Regions from separate parts of the Sus scrofa genome. Here regions 2, 3 and 4 are each linked to region 1. Evidence: chromatin contacts called from public Hi-C data. All regions are on one chromosome and are shown on one strand. The core of a region is the stretch at or near the end of the contact, and the rest is flanking DNA. Distances in the headings are between cores, read along the strand shown.

What was found. A called contact is a pair of places that touch in the nucleus more often than the background predicts.
Region 2: a Hi-C map of alveolar macrophages shows a contact between it and region 1, with 3 times the contacts expected there. The contact joins the enhancer-like site here to the promoter of GPRC5B in region 1. A contact is called at or near these places in 1 of 5 promoter capture datasets (liver), 22 of 47 Hi-C or Micro-C datasets (alveolar macrophages, blood, brain and 13 more) and 1 of 2 datasets of contacts at active chromatin or transcription factors (skeletal muscle).
Region 3: a contact with region 1 is called in a Hi-C map of embryonic fibroblasts, with 2.4 times the contacts expected there. The contact joins the promoter of IQCK here to the promoter of GPRC5B in region 1. A contact is called at or near these places in 11 of 47 Hi-C or Micro-C datasets (brain, embryonic fibroblasts, epiblast stem cells and 6 more) and 1 of 2 datasets of contacts at active chromatin or transcription factors (skeletal muscle).
Region 4: a contact with region 1 is called in a Hi-C map of brain, with 11 times the contacts expected there. The contact joins the enhancer-like site here to the promoter of GPRC5B in region 1. A contact is called at or near these places in 1 of 5 promoter capture datasets (liver), 15 of 47 Hi-C or Micro-C datasets (brain, embryonic fibroblasts, epiblast stem cells and 9 more) and 1 of 2 datasets of contacts at active chromatin or transcription factors (skeletal muscle).

The regions. Positions count from the first base shown.
Region 1 is chr3:25,869,108-25,871,807 of Sscrofa11.1, forward strand. GPRC5B (G-protein coupled receptor family C group 5 member B) reads left to right here and starts at 1,262. Exons shown (of 4, transcript XM_021086531.1): 1 at 1,262-1,448.
Region 2 is chr3:26,121,898-26,124,597 of Sscrofa11.1, forward strand. All of the region lies in intron 8 of C3H16orf62 (UPF0505 protein C16orf62 homolog), which reads right to left. Among named protein-coding and RNA genes, the nearest start is that of C3H16orf62, 34 kb to the right of the region's middle. Within about 2 kb of position 1,329, at least 2 of the 83 cell types and tissues checked have an H3K27ac peak or open chromatin away from gene starts, as enhancers often do. A contact at or near this core is called in alveolar macrophages, where this site is marked.
Region 3 is chr3:26,020,736-26,023,435 of Sscrofa11.1, forward strand. It overlaps IQCK (IQ domain-containing protein K), which reads right to left and starts at 1,388. Exons shown (of 10, transcript XM_021086532.1): 1 at 1,143-1,388. The coding sequence starts at 1,326. It overlaps KNOP1 (lysine-rich nucleolar protein 1), which reads left to right and starts at 1,380. Exons shown (of 5, transcript XM_021086529.1): 1 at 1,380-1,475.
Region 4 is chr3:26,105,828-26,108,527 of Sscrofa11.1, forward strand. C3H16orf62 (UPF0505 protein C16orf62 homolog) reads right to left here. Exons shown (of 31, transcript XM_021086527.1): 12 at 1,817-1,910. Among named protein-coding and RNA genes, the nearest start is that of C3H16orf62, 50 kb to the right of the region's middle. Within about 2 kb of position 1,329, at least 14 of the 83 cell types and tissues checked have an H3K27ac peak or open chromatin away from gene starts, as enhancers often do. A contact at or near this core is called in brain and omental adipose tissue, where this site is marked.

The DNA.
Region 1 (2,700 bases), core at 12-2,511:
CCAGTTTTCCAGTTCCCGGACTCTGAGGAGGGGTCGTCTCGCAAATGTCTAAAGATCGTCTCCTGAGTGCCAGACCCTATTCCAGGCGCTGAGGATACGTCAGCCAATAAAACCGGGAATTTTTTGGTTTCGTGGTACTTCTCCATTTTTCCTTAAACTTAAGATGAGTTGTTTGGAAAGATGCAGGTCCGAATGGTACGTCGCCTGACCATAGAAAACCGCCTTGGCCTGGCCGCAGGCTCGAAGGTAGGGATGCGAATATCTGAAAGGTCAGTGCTCCCCAAAGATCAGGGTCTGCAGCTGTCCCCAGAAGGGAGTGTTATTCGGCAACCCACCTTCCTGCGTACCTCCCCCTGTTGTGTCTTGTAGGGCCAAGATGGGGGGGTGGGGTGGGGGCGTCTTATCCACAGCACAGAGGGGTCCTCAAAGTTCTGGGGACTTTGGAAGGAAGACCTGGGGAAGCTGGTCTGAAGCTGGAGAGCAGCTCCCAGGCCGGGTAGGCTCATGCTGACCTCGGACAGGAGCCAGACTCTGTGTCGAGGTCCCAGCCGCCCTGAACCACTTTCTTCGAGCAGGTCCCGTGGCTACCCCATGGGCGCGCGTCCCTCCTGTGCCCTGAGCGTCTGCGGAGTGCCAGGTGTGTGCGCAGGGAGATCGTGGACGAATGCGTGTGATGTGTGTGGCGGCGGTGGTGGGATCCTGAGCATGGACCCATGTGAGGAGTACTCCGTGGACGTTCGAGTATGTTTGGGGGCGGCCAAGGACGCGGGTGTAGGGCTCAGGATACGTGAAGGGACAAGAGTCCTTTGGGAGGGGCGAGGATTTAGAGTGTGCCCAGGCGGGAAGGGGCTGCCTGGTTGGATACTGGGGCATTTGTGACTTTGGAAGGAGCGCGGCGGAATCCTCTCTGCGCCCCGGCTCTTGCTGGGATATAGTGGGGAAGTCTCTGTTTAGGAAGCCACGTAGGAGAATGTGCTGAGCTGGGGGGCTCCGTGTGTGTGTTTCCGCAAGTACATCAACCTGCGGATGTGTCCGGCATGTCCAGACTGCTTATGGGCGCACTGTGGATATGCAGGGAGTATTCTCGAATCGGGGACGCTGCAGGGGGCTCGTCTCACAGCGCCGCCGGCCAAGAGCGAGGAGCTTGAGCGGAATTCAACTGGGAACAAGCAGCCCTGCGGCGGCCCCGCCGGGGGCGGGGCTCGGAGGCTCCGGGGGGCGGAGCTCCAGGGGGCGGGCCGGCTGGAGGGGCGGGGTCGTGGCGGCTGCAGCTGCGCTGGCCGGGCCAGGGGGCGCCTCGCGCGGCAGCGGCTCCTGAGTGCGATGCAGTGAGGCCGGACAGGCTGGCGGGCGGGCGCGCGCGGGGCTGGGGCCACGGCGGCGCTGCAGAGATGTGACTAGAGCCGAGGGCCAGCGGGAGCGTCGGCGCTTCGGGGCCGCGGGGGTCGGTGAGTGCGAGCGGCGCGGGTGGGGTGGAGGCGCTGCGGGGACCCCAGAAACTTTTCCCGCCCGGACTTGGGAGGGTTGAGGTGAGGTCTGCTTCTGTGCTAAGGCCCCCCAAGGGGTTAATCTGCTGGGTGAGATGGGGGATTGGAGGGGGGGACTACAGTGCCAAGAGAGAGAGGAGCCGCAGAGGGTGGGGTGGGGGGTTGGGACCTTTCGGGGGGAGGGGTGTACCCGGACCGGGAGGAGATCCAAGTCCCTGAGGAGGGTCCTGGGGCCACCAGAGGCAAAGGTCAACTGGGAATGTAAAGGAGCCCAGCCGTGCCCGGGTGATTTGTGAGGGCAGCCGCGGGCAGGTTTGGGGGCTGCGTGGCAAGCCGGTGGGCCCTGACCACACGCAGGGCAGACGGAGCTGGGGGCACAGGGGCCGAGCTTTGGGGTTGAGCTGCCGCACCTGCCGCAGGGGCTAGGGGCCAAGCTCCCAGCCGGCCGTGGCTGCGCACTACGGGACCAAGAGGGGGACACTGCAGGCCAAAAGAGGCAGAGCTGAGACCTGGGACCGGGGGACAATTGAGGGGCAGCTGCATACAATGGCGGGGGAGAGGGGTCGGCTAGCTTTTCTGTTCCAGCCTGGCTAGAGGTGAGCCAGCCCAGTGCTGCATCCCCACCCCTTGGCGGACACGGGGTTCCAGTCCTCTGCATCCCAGGTTCCTTACTGCTTGCACCCGCCTTGGCGGGCTGGGGGTGGGGTGGGAGGGAGCTGGTTAACTAGCCAGGGAGGGGGGTGCCGACCTTGCTCCGGAGGAGGACTCTAGCACAGCCGGAAGGTTCTTTCCCTAGCTCTGTCACTCCCAGGCCTCGCCAATACCACCTCCCACCCCCCACTCCGCAACTTGTCCCCAGTTCGCTAAGGGGCGGCTCCTTGGAGCGCGGACAAAGGCCCCTGGAGCGTGGCGGGCAGCGGCGTCCCCGCCTGGGGCCCCGGGCCACGCGCCACATTGGCTGCTCAACTGCACCAGGTTGGGGGGGGGCACCTGAGCAAAGAGAGCCCTGGAGGAACTGGGGATCCTTGCAAAGACTAGAGAAGTAGGGGAGGGACCTGGCACAAAAGCCTTGGAACTTCAGCGGAGGAATCTTGATTCGGAAGTTTCCCCAGGGGTGGGGGCTTTCGGGGGAATTCAGAGCTGGAGTGAAACTGCCAGCAAACGGCATGTAAATAGAATGCAAATCGGCATCTGTGGCTGGGGAGTCCTCCCC
Region 2 (2,700 bases), core at 79-2,578, 250 kb after region 1:
CCCACAGCATATGAAGGTTCCCAGGCTACAGATCAATTGGAGCTGCAGCTGCCAGTCTACACAACGACCACGGCCATGGCCACAGCAACACCAGATCTGAGTGGTTTCTGCAACCTATACCACAGCTCACGGCAAAGACAGATCCTTAACCCACTGAGCGAGGCCAGGGATCAAACCCGCAACCTCAGGTTCCTAGTCAGATTCGTTTCCGATGCGCCACCACAGGAACTCCCACTTTGTTTTTAAAAGGTGAAAACTCCTCACAAGCCCTAAAGCATCCCCACGTGTCCTGGAGCACCTGCACACAGGCTGCCTCGCAGTCCTGGGAAGAGCTACCTGCATCGGATCCAGACCTGGGCAGCCCTAAGAGCGCTATGAGTGTGCCCACTGTTCAAAATTTTACACGGCTGCAGAAGGAAATGAATGATGTTTCTCTCTCAGCCTGTCCCACCCAGATCACAGCCCCAGCCACTGTCTGAGGGTCCCACTCTTGATAGTTTCTTGCGTATCTTTCCAATGTTTCTTTAGGCAAATACATGTGAATACAACTGAGTATATGATTTCTTGCCTCCTTTTTTACACAAAATAGGACATCCTCTACAGCGATCTTGCACCTTGAGCTTTTCACGTGATGACATACCCCAGGGATCCTTCTGCATGGGACCCCGGGCCATCCTCACTCTTTCTCAGAGGCCTCCTAGTTCTCCAACATGCTGTCATCTGTTTCATTGCTCCCCTATGGACGGTCACTCAGGTTGCTGAGATGAATTCTCAGAGGTGAAGTTGATGGGTCAGAGGTACTGACATTTGCAGTTTTCATGGAAAGAAGTTCCCCCATGAGCCAAGTTCAACAGCAATAAAGCAGGTGCTTTGCCTGCAGAGAGAGAACTCAACGAGTTCCAGCTCCACCCCTCACTACCCTGGGGACCCGGGCAAGCTGCTTTACTTCCTGTGCCTCAGGTTCCTCACCTGTGAAAAGGGGGCAAGTACAGACCCTACCTCGTGGAGCCGTGATGAGGTCCGTGTGACTGAAGATCACAGGAGCTCCGAGGACAGAGTCAGGCCCAAGGACATTATTTGCTGGGGGTTTATCCCCGTTAGTCTCAACTCCCAGCCTGGGTCACCGCCGGGACACAGCGAGGATGGCAGGCATCTACACCCGCGCCTGACTGGCTGAGGTGTGCAGAGGCTGGCAGAAGGGATGCCCCCAATTCTCACAAGGCTAACCTCTTGATCCGGCCAGGCTGGCAGACTCATTGGCAGCCCAGAGCTAGGGTCAGTTCTAGGATGCTGACTCATGCAAAACCAACTGGCAGGAGGCTGGCGAGGGAAACCACAAGGCCAGGGTGTTAACTCACCAAGAGAAACAGAACTGTCAGGAGAACCGGCCACAGCCACCAGCCTCCCTCGATGGTTGAAGTCCTCGCCCCCTGGGGGTAGGTGGGGTGTGAGGATTAGCTGAGGCCCAGGTGCTGTGTGACTTGATGTCTATTCTGAGAGCCTCATGCACCATCCACTCGTGATCCCTTCCTGCTTCTCCACCACGTCCCCGGGTCCAGGCCACCCTCATTTTTCACATCGGCCTCCCAACTAGGTCCCTCCCCTGCCCTCAAGCTACAGTCTAGTCTCAACAAGGCAGCCACTGGGAGCCCATTAAAACCCAAATTAGGGAGTTCCTGGCATGTTCATTAGTGGTAACGAACCCAACTAGTCTCCATGAAGATCCAGGTTCGATCCCTGGCCTCGCTCAGTGGGTTGGGGATCCGGTGCGGCCGTGAACTGTGGTGTGGGTCACAGATGAGGCTCGGATCCCACGTTGCCATGGCTGTGGCATAGGCCAGCAGTGTAGCTCGGATTCTATCCCCTAGCCTGGGAATCTCCAAGCCGCAGGTACAGCCATAAAAAGAAAACAAAAAAAAATCAGGACTTGCACCTTCTCTGCTTCCCCCCACCCCCGCCCCGCCATGGCTCCTCACACCCTCAGGGTCAAAGCCCAAGTCCTTATCATGGCCTCTGCGACCCAGCAGGCTCTCTGGCCATGGCAGCTCCTGGGCTACCACCCTCGCCCCCACCCCTGCTCACAACCTTCCAGCCACCCTGCCCTCTCGGTTCTCCTGCCAGGCCTGCTCCCACCCCTGGGGTCTTTGCATCAGCTGTTTCTAGATCCTAACCTGGCCCCACAATGCCAGCATGTGACTCAGCTCTCACCCCCTTCAAGTACTTGCACACACATCAACTTCCCAGGCCTTCTCTGAAAATGCGATTTAAAAGTGCAGCCCCAGCAATCCCGCTCTGGAGCCTCTATCCAGAGAAAACCATGACGCAAAAAGACACATGTACTTCAGTGTTCACAGCAGCACTATACACAATAGCCAAGACATGGAAACAAACCAAATGTCCATCAACAGAGGAGCAGATCAAGAAGATGTGGTACATATACACAATGGAATATTACTCAGCTATTAAAAGGAAAGAGGGGAGTTCCTGTCATGGCTCAGTGGCTAATGAATCCGACTAGGAACCATGAGGTTGCAGGTTCGATCCCTGGCCTTGCTCAGTGGGTTAAGGAATCCAGTGTTGCTGTGAGCTGTGGTATAAGCCAGCGGCTACAGCTCTGATTGGAGCCCTAGCCTGGGAACCTCCCTATGCCGCAGGCACGGCCCTAGAAAAGACCAAAAAAAAAAAAAAGAAAGAAAAGAA
Region 3 (2,700 bases), core at 138-2,637, 150 kb after region 1:
TACAGACATACCTTGTTTTATTGTGCTTCATTTTATTGCACTTAGAAGGTACTGAGTTTTTTTTTACACATTGAAGATCTGGGGCAACCCTGTGTCAAGCAAGGTTATTATCATGTTTATAATAATAATTACCATTAGTGTCATTTTCTCAACAGCATTTGCTCACTTTGTGTCTGTCACACTTGGTAATCCCCACAATATTTCAAACTTTTTCATTAATATTATATTTGTCTTGGTGAACTGTGGTCTTTGTTGTTACTACTGCAAAAAAGATGACGCTTTTTTTTTTTAAGCAATAAAGTATTTCCCAACTGAGATGTACAGTGTTCTTTCAGACATGCTATCATACCATACACTTAACAGACTGCAGTATTGTGTAAACACAATTTTTTTTTTTTGCTGGCACCCAGGCATGTGGAGCATCCAGGCCAGGGACTGAACCGACACCACAGTTGCCACCTGGACCACAGCTGCGGCAACGCCGGATCCTTAATCCGCTGCGCCGGAAGGGAACTTAGATATAAACTGAACTTTCATATGCAGTAGGAAAACAAAAAACTCCCGTGCTGGCTTTACCACGGACAGTGGTCTGGAACCCAACCTGCAACATCCCGGTGGTATGCCTCACTGGTCCCATGTCTGTGAAGAGTACTTTGGGCCTCAGGACCAAGGGTACGCAGGGCCCCATAAAAGAGGGTGAGCTAAACTGCGCTTGGGGATTTTAAGGGAGGTGAGAAGTAGAGGAGGGTTAAAGCCAAGTCTGTCTTGGACCACGCTTGCTCAACGTGTGGGCCAGACTGTCTACATGTAAAGCAGGCTGGGAACCTATGTTTTCAACAAGCTCCTCATCAACACCTGCGATTCTTTCTTGTTCACTAAGTGAGACTGGGGCACCAATGGTCCACACCACCTGGTTCCCTTTATCCCGCATTCCCCTGCCTTCGACCGGACTATGGATCCATGCTGGAGGCTGCGAGGCGTAACCTCAGGCAAGCCTCTTGGAGCCTGTCCGCGGGCGCGCGGCGAGGCTGCCTGCAAGGCTGCTGGAAGGTCAGCCTCCTGGCGCACAGAAGGTTCCCAAGACGCGCGGCCCCCAAGGGGCTGCCTGAGTTCCCCCATCTCGGCCGGCCCAGGCTGCCTACCCTCACAGATCTGCTCCCACAGGTTCTTGTTGGGCGGCTCTGCAACCTGCCCCGGCGAGACCGGCAGCTCGAGGGACACGTGGGATACGACCGACACTGGCGTTCTGGCGGTGACGGATGATTCCGCCGAGACGACTCCTTCTGAGCACTGGGCGGTGCGGCCTCCCAACCCGGGCGCCGCCATGGCCGCGGTTTCCACGGCAACCGCGCTCCACGCACGGCCGCGCCCCGGAAGGAGACGTATCTCGCGGGGCCGGCCCCGCGAGTCGAGATTGACTTCCGGGTCACGGCGGCGCGGGCTCTCACGTGGAGGCGGGGAATTTTGGCCCACGGGTGAGTGCCGAGGGCGCGAGGAAGGCGGGGAGGCGCGGGGGCTGGAGACCGAGCCTGAGAACCCGTGCGGCGAGCCGGTGGTCCCGGGAGCGACCTGCACTTCCAGATCCGTGTTCCCTCAGTCTGTGGTGTACGCTTGCCCCGGCCTGAGGCCGCCCCCAGGAAGTTCTCCCGCCTTGGAGCTGGGCTCGGGTCCCAGCGTTAATTCCTCCTTCTGTGTTTGTGCAGAAGCTTGGGCGCGGGGGAGCCTTTGAGGGAGCAGTCTCGCCTCCTGGCTCCCTTGCTTCCTGCTCTTGACTCTGCAGAGGCTCTGAAGTTCTGTGGGCTGGGTTCGAATCCCTATTTTGCTCCTTGCTGGCTTTGGGACCCAGGGCGAGTGAATGAAAGCCTCCAAGTCTCTGTCTCTGAGATGGGTTACTCACACGGATCCTCACGAAGCTACCGCGAGAATTTGAAAGCGCTTTTGGAGAAAGCATTTGTGTTCGCAGGAGACACTGTAAGGTTCCTTTCTTCTTCCCTTGTCCTTGAAGGAGTGGATACATTTGGGATCGCAGGGTCGAAGGGAAGGAATTTCAGTACTAAAGAGGAGGATGCTACCGTGTCCGTTCAGGGATGGGTGAGGAGAGGGTAAAGTTGGTGATGGCCTCCCCTTGGCTTCTTTGTTCTAATCCGATCTCTTGACCATTCCTCCGTTTGAGGCACTCTTGACTCCACCCACTCCAGCTTTGCACCTTCTCCCATTCTTCTGCAGGTCCCTCTTCCTCTGCCCACCCATTTAAATGTTGGCGTTTCCTAAGGTTCAATCTCAGCTAGTTCTATTCAACATATCATCCATATGTTCCTAAATGCATGTCACGCCTGTCAGCCCAGTCACCTCTGAGCCTCAGACCCGCACATCCCCCTGCCCACTGAACATCTCCACATGGAGATCCCAAGGCATCTGTTCCAACCAGCCTCTCTCCTCCAGCCCCCCCCCAAACACCCCCACCTGCAGGTTCTTTGTCTAAGGGATTAGCACCACTGTCTTGCACTTGCCCAAGCCAGAAACGTTTCTTCTACAGCAAGTTTCCCAGAGTAAATGACCTCTCTTCCTCTGACCTTACCACTGGGCTTTTATCACCTGTACTGTCGATGTTAGACACTTCTTCCCATTCATATCTACCTGCTTCTTGATGGAGGTTCATTTCTTGTTCATCTCTGTGTTTCTAGCATTTGTTCCTTCATT
Region 4 (2,700 bases), core at 79-2,578, 240 kb after region 1:
ACACATTAGGCCATCAGCAAACAATGACGTGGAAGAAGCATTCAAGCTTCAAGATATTCCTAAGCTGAGGCTCTAGGAAACATATCTGATATTCCTGCATGAAAACTTCACGCCAAGTTTCAAACAGATGGCGATGCATAAACACTTTGGCCTCTGTTACTATGAGGGAGCAGGTGCCCTTAGAATGGAAAAGTTCTTTGCTTTCTTTCTCTCCTTCCTCCTTCCCTTCTTTCTTTCTTTCTTCCTCTCTCCATCTCTCTCTCTCTCTGTCTCTCTCTTTCTTTCTCTGCCAGCTACTCACGCTGAGGGCAATGACTGATTTCTTTGTGATGCTGGAGACCACAGGGCTTCTATCACAGGCTGGATGTCATGTAAAAGAAGCAGATCGAAGGTTATGCTCCCTGTCTTCTAATTTCCCAGGATTACTTATTAAGGACCACTAGCCAGGGGTGGAGGGTGGTCTCCAATGGTAGCGTTGTCCTCAAGGAAGAATGGGTTTCATCAGAACCCTCCAGAATGGGGACAATAACCCCTCTCTAAATGATACTGCTGGAACTAGCAAGAGGGACTCCTGCTGAGAGCAGAGAGAGGCGAAGGTCCCATATGACTTAAAGAAAAAAGACCTGTAAATTCTCCCTGGGGTGCACTTTTCATAATTGAAAGTCTTACTTAGCTTTTTTTTTTTGCTCTTTAAGGCCACACCTGCATATGGAGGTTCCCAGGCTAGGGATTGAATCAGAGCTACAGCTACTGACCTATACCACAGCCACAGCAACACGGGATCCAAGCTGAGTCTGTGACCTACACCACAGCTCACGGCAACACCAGATCCTTAACCCACTGAGCGAGGCCAGGGATCAAACCCAAAGCCTCATGGATTCATTTCTCCTGAGCCACGACAGGAACTCCTAGTTTTTTTGTGTATATATATATTTTTTTGATGGCAGAGTAGTATTTAAATTTTTTTATTATAATTGATTTACAATGTCTGTCAATTTCTCGTGTATGCTAAACTGACCCAGTCATACATATATACACATTCTTTTTCTCACATTATCCTCCATCGTGCTACATCACAAGTGATTAGATACATAGTTCCCTGGGCCATGCAGCAGGATCCCACTGCCCATCCACCCCAAATGCAAGAGTTGGCATCTCCTAACCCCAGACTCCCAGTCCATCCCACTCCCTCTCCCTCCCCCCTTGGCAAACACAAGTCTGTCCTCCGTGTCTTACTAGTTTTAAGTAGGAGCTTCACAGGGCTTTAAAGGAGAGAAAGGCTGAGTGATTTACAACCCTCACCCATCGGAGCAGCCCTGCAAAGCCAGGCGACACAGCCCCCACCGCCCGCCGTTGTCGCCAGGAGCGCCTCGCCCTGCCAGGCAGCCCGTGCCAACTCACACGCCGAGCCAACTCTTTAACATAGAGACCAAGAAACCAGTGAGACAAGTGAATTCAAAGACAAAGGGAGAGCAAGTTTCAAGTCAATGAAAAGCAACCTATCAGCCGAAAGGCCTTGGGAGCCTCCCTCCCAGCCAAGAAGGGAGAAACAATTAATTCTGAAAACCAGTTCATTGGTAAGAAGGTGACCTTAAATGCCCCCTAATTAGAGTGACTGCTAAGTGGGTCTACTTTGAAATTAATTTTTAAAAGGAACCCTACCGCTCAGTGGATTTCTGTGGACAAGCTGTGCCCTAAAATTAGCAGCTAATAAAGTCGTTCTTACAGTGACTTGTGAGGCAGCAGGGAGGCAGAAGCATCACCATTCGAGGAGAGGGGACACGGTCACACACGGGAGAGTGGGGATGGTGCTTACCCTGCACAGGTAGGCCCTGGCGTACACCGACACCAGCGGGTCCCCGATCCCCCGGATCATGCAGGTCAGCCTCGGCAGACACTCTGAGATCCCCCTGTTAGAGACGAAAAGACGGCACAGCGTCACATTCCGTGCTGGAACTCCGCTCATTTAGCTTCAAAATAAAAACGAACGGGCGTTCCCGTCGTGGCTCAGCTCTTAACCAACCCGACTAGGATCCATGAGCATGTGGGTTTGATCCCTGACCTCGCTCAGTGGGTTAAGAATCCGGAATCCGGCATTGCCGTGAGCTGCGGTGTAGGTCGCAGCTCGGATCCCACGTTGCTGTGGCTGTGGTGCAGACCGTTGGCTGCAGCTCCAATTGGACCCCAAGCCTGGGAACCTCCACATGCCACGGATGCAGCCCAAAGAAGCAAAAATAAATAAATAAATAAATACACAAACAAAAAAATGAATAAATAAATAAAATAAAAATGAAGCTCAACTTCCTCCACTGAAGGGGGAAAAAAAAAAACAGTTTCAGGAATAAATCAAGGTCAAAGCTTGAGTGTTGGAAGGCTATGTAATGAGAGTCTTTCTCTCGGGACACAATTCATTCTTTGAATGGTTTCTCTTCTCTTTACCATGTGCTCAGTGCTGGGGTCTCGCTACTTTTTTCCTCCTTGAGGTTACATTAGTTTTACTAATTTAATAATTTTTGTCTCCCAATTATTTTCCAGCGACTGGTCGCTCCGTGACCGTGTGGACCCATCTGCCATGTCTGGATTCCCCTGACACTGATTCCCTGCCCTGGGCCCCGCGCTTCCTAGCACGGGACACCCGGCACCTCGGGCCACATCCGCTCCCCCATCAATGGGAACTGTGACTTACTTCTCCTGCCGCCT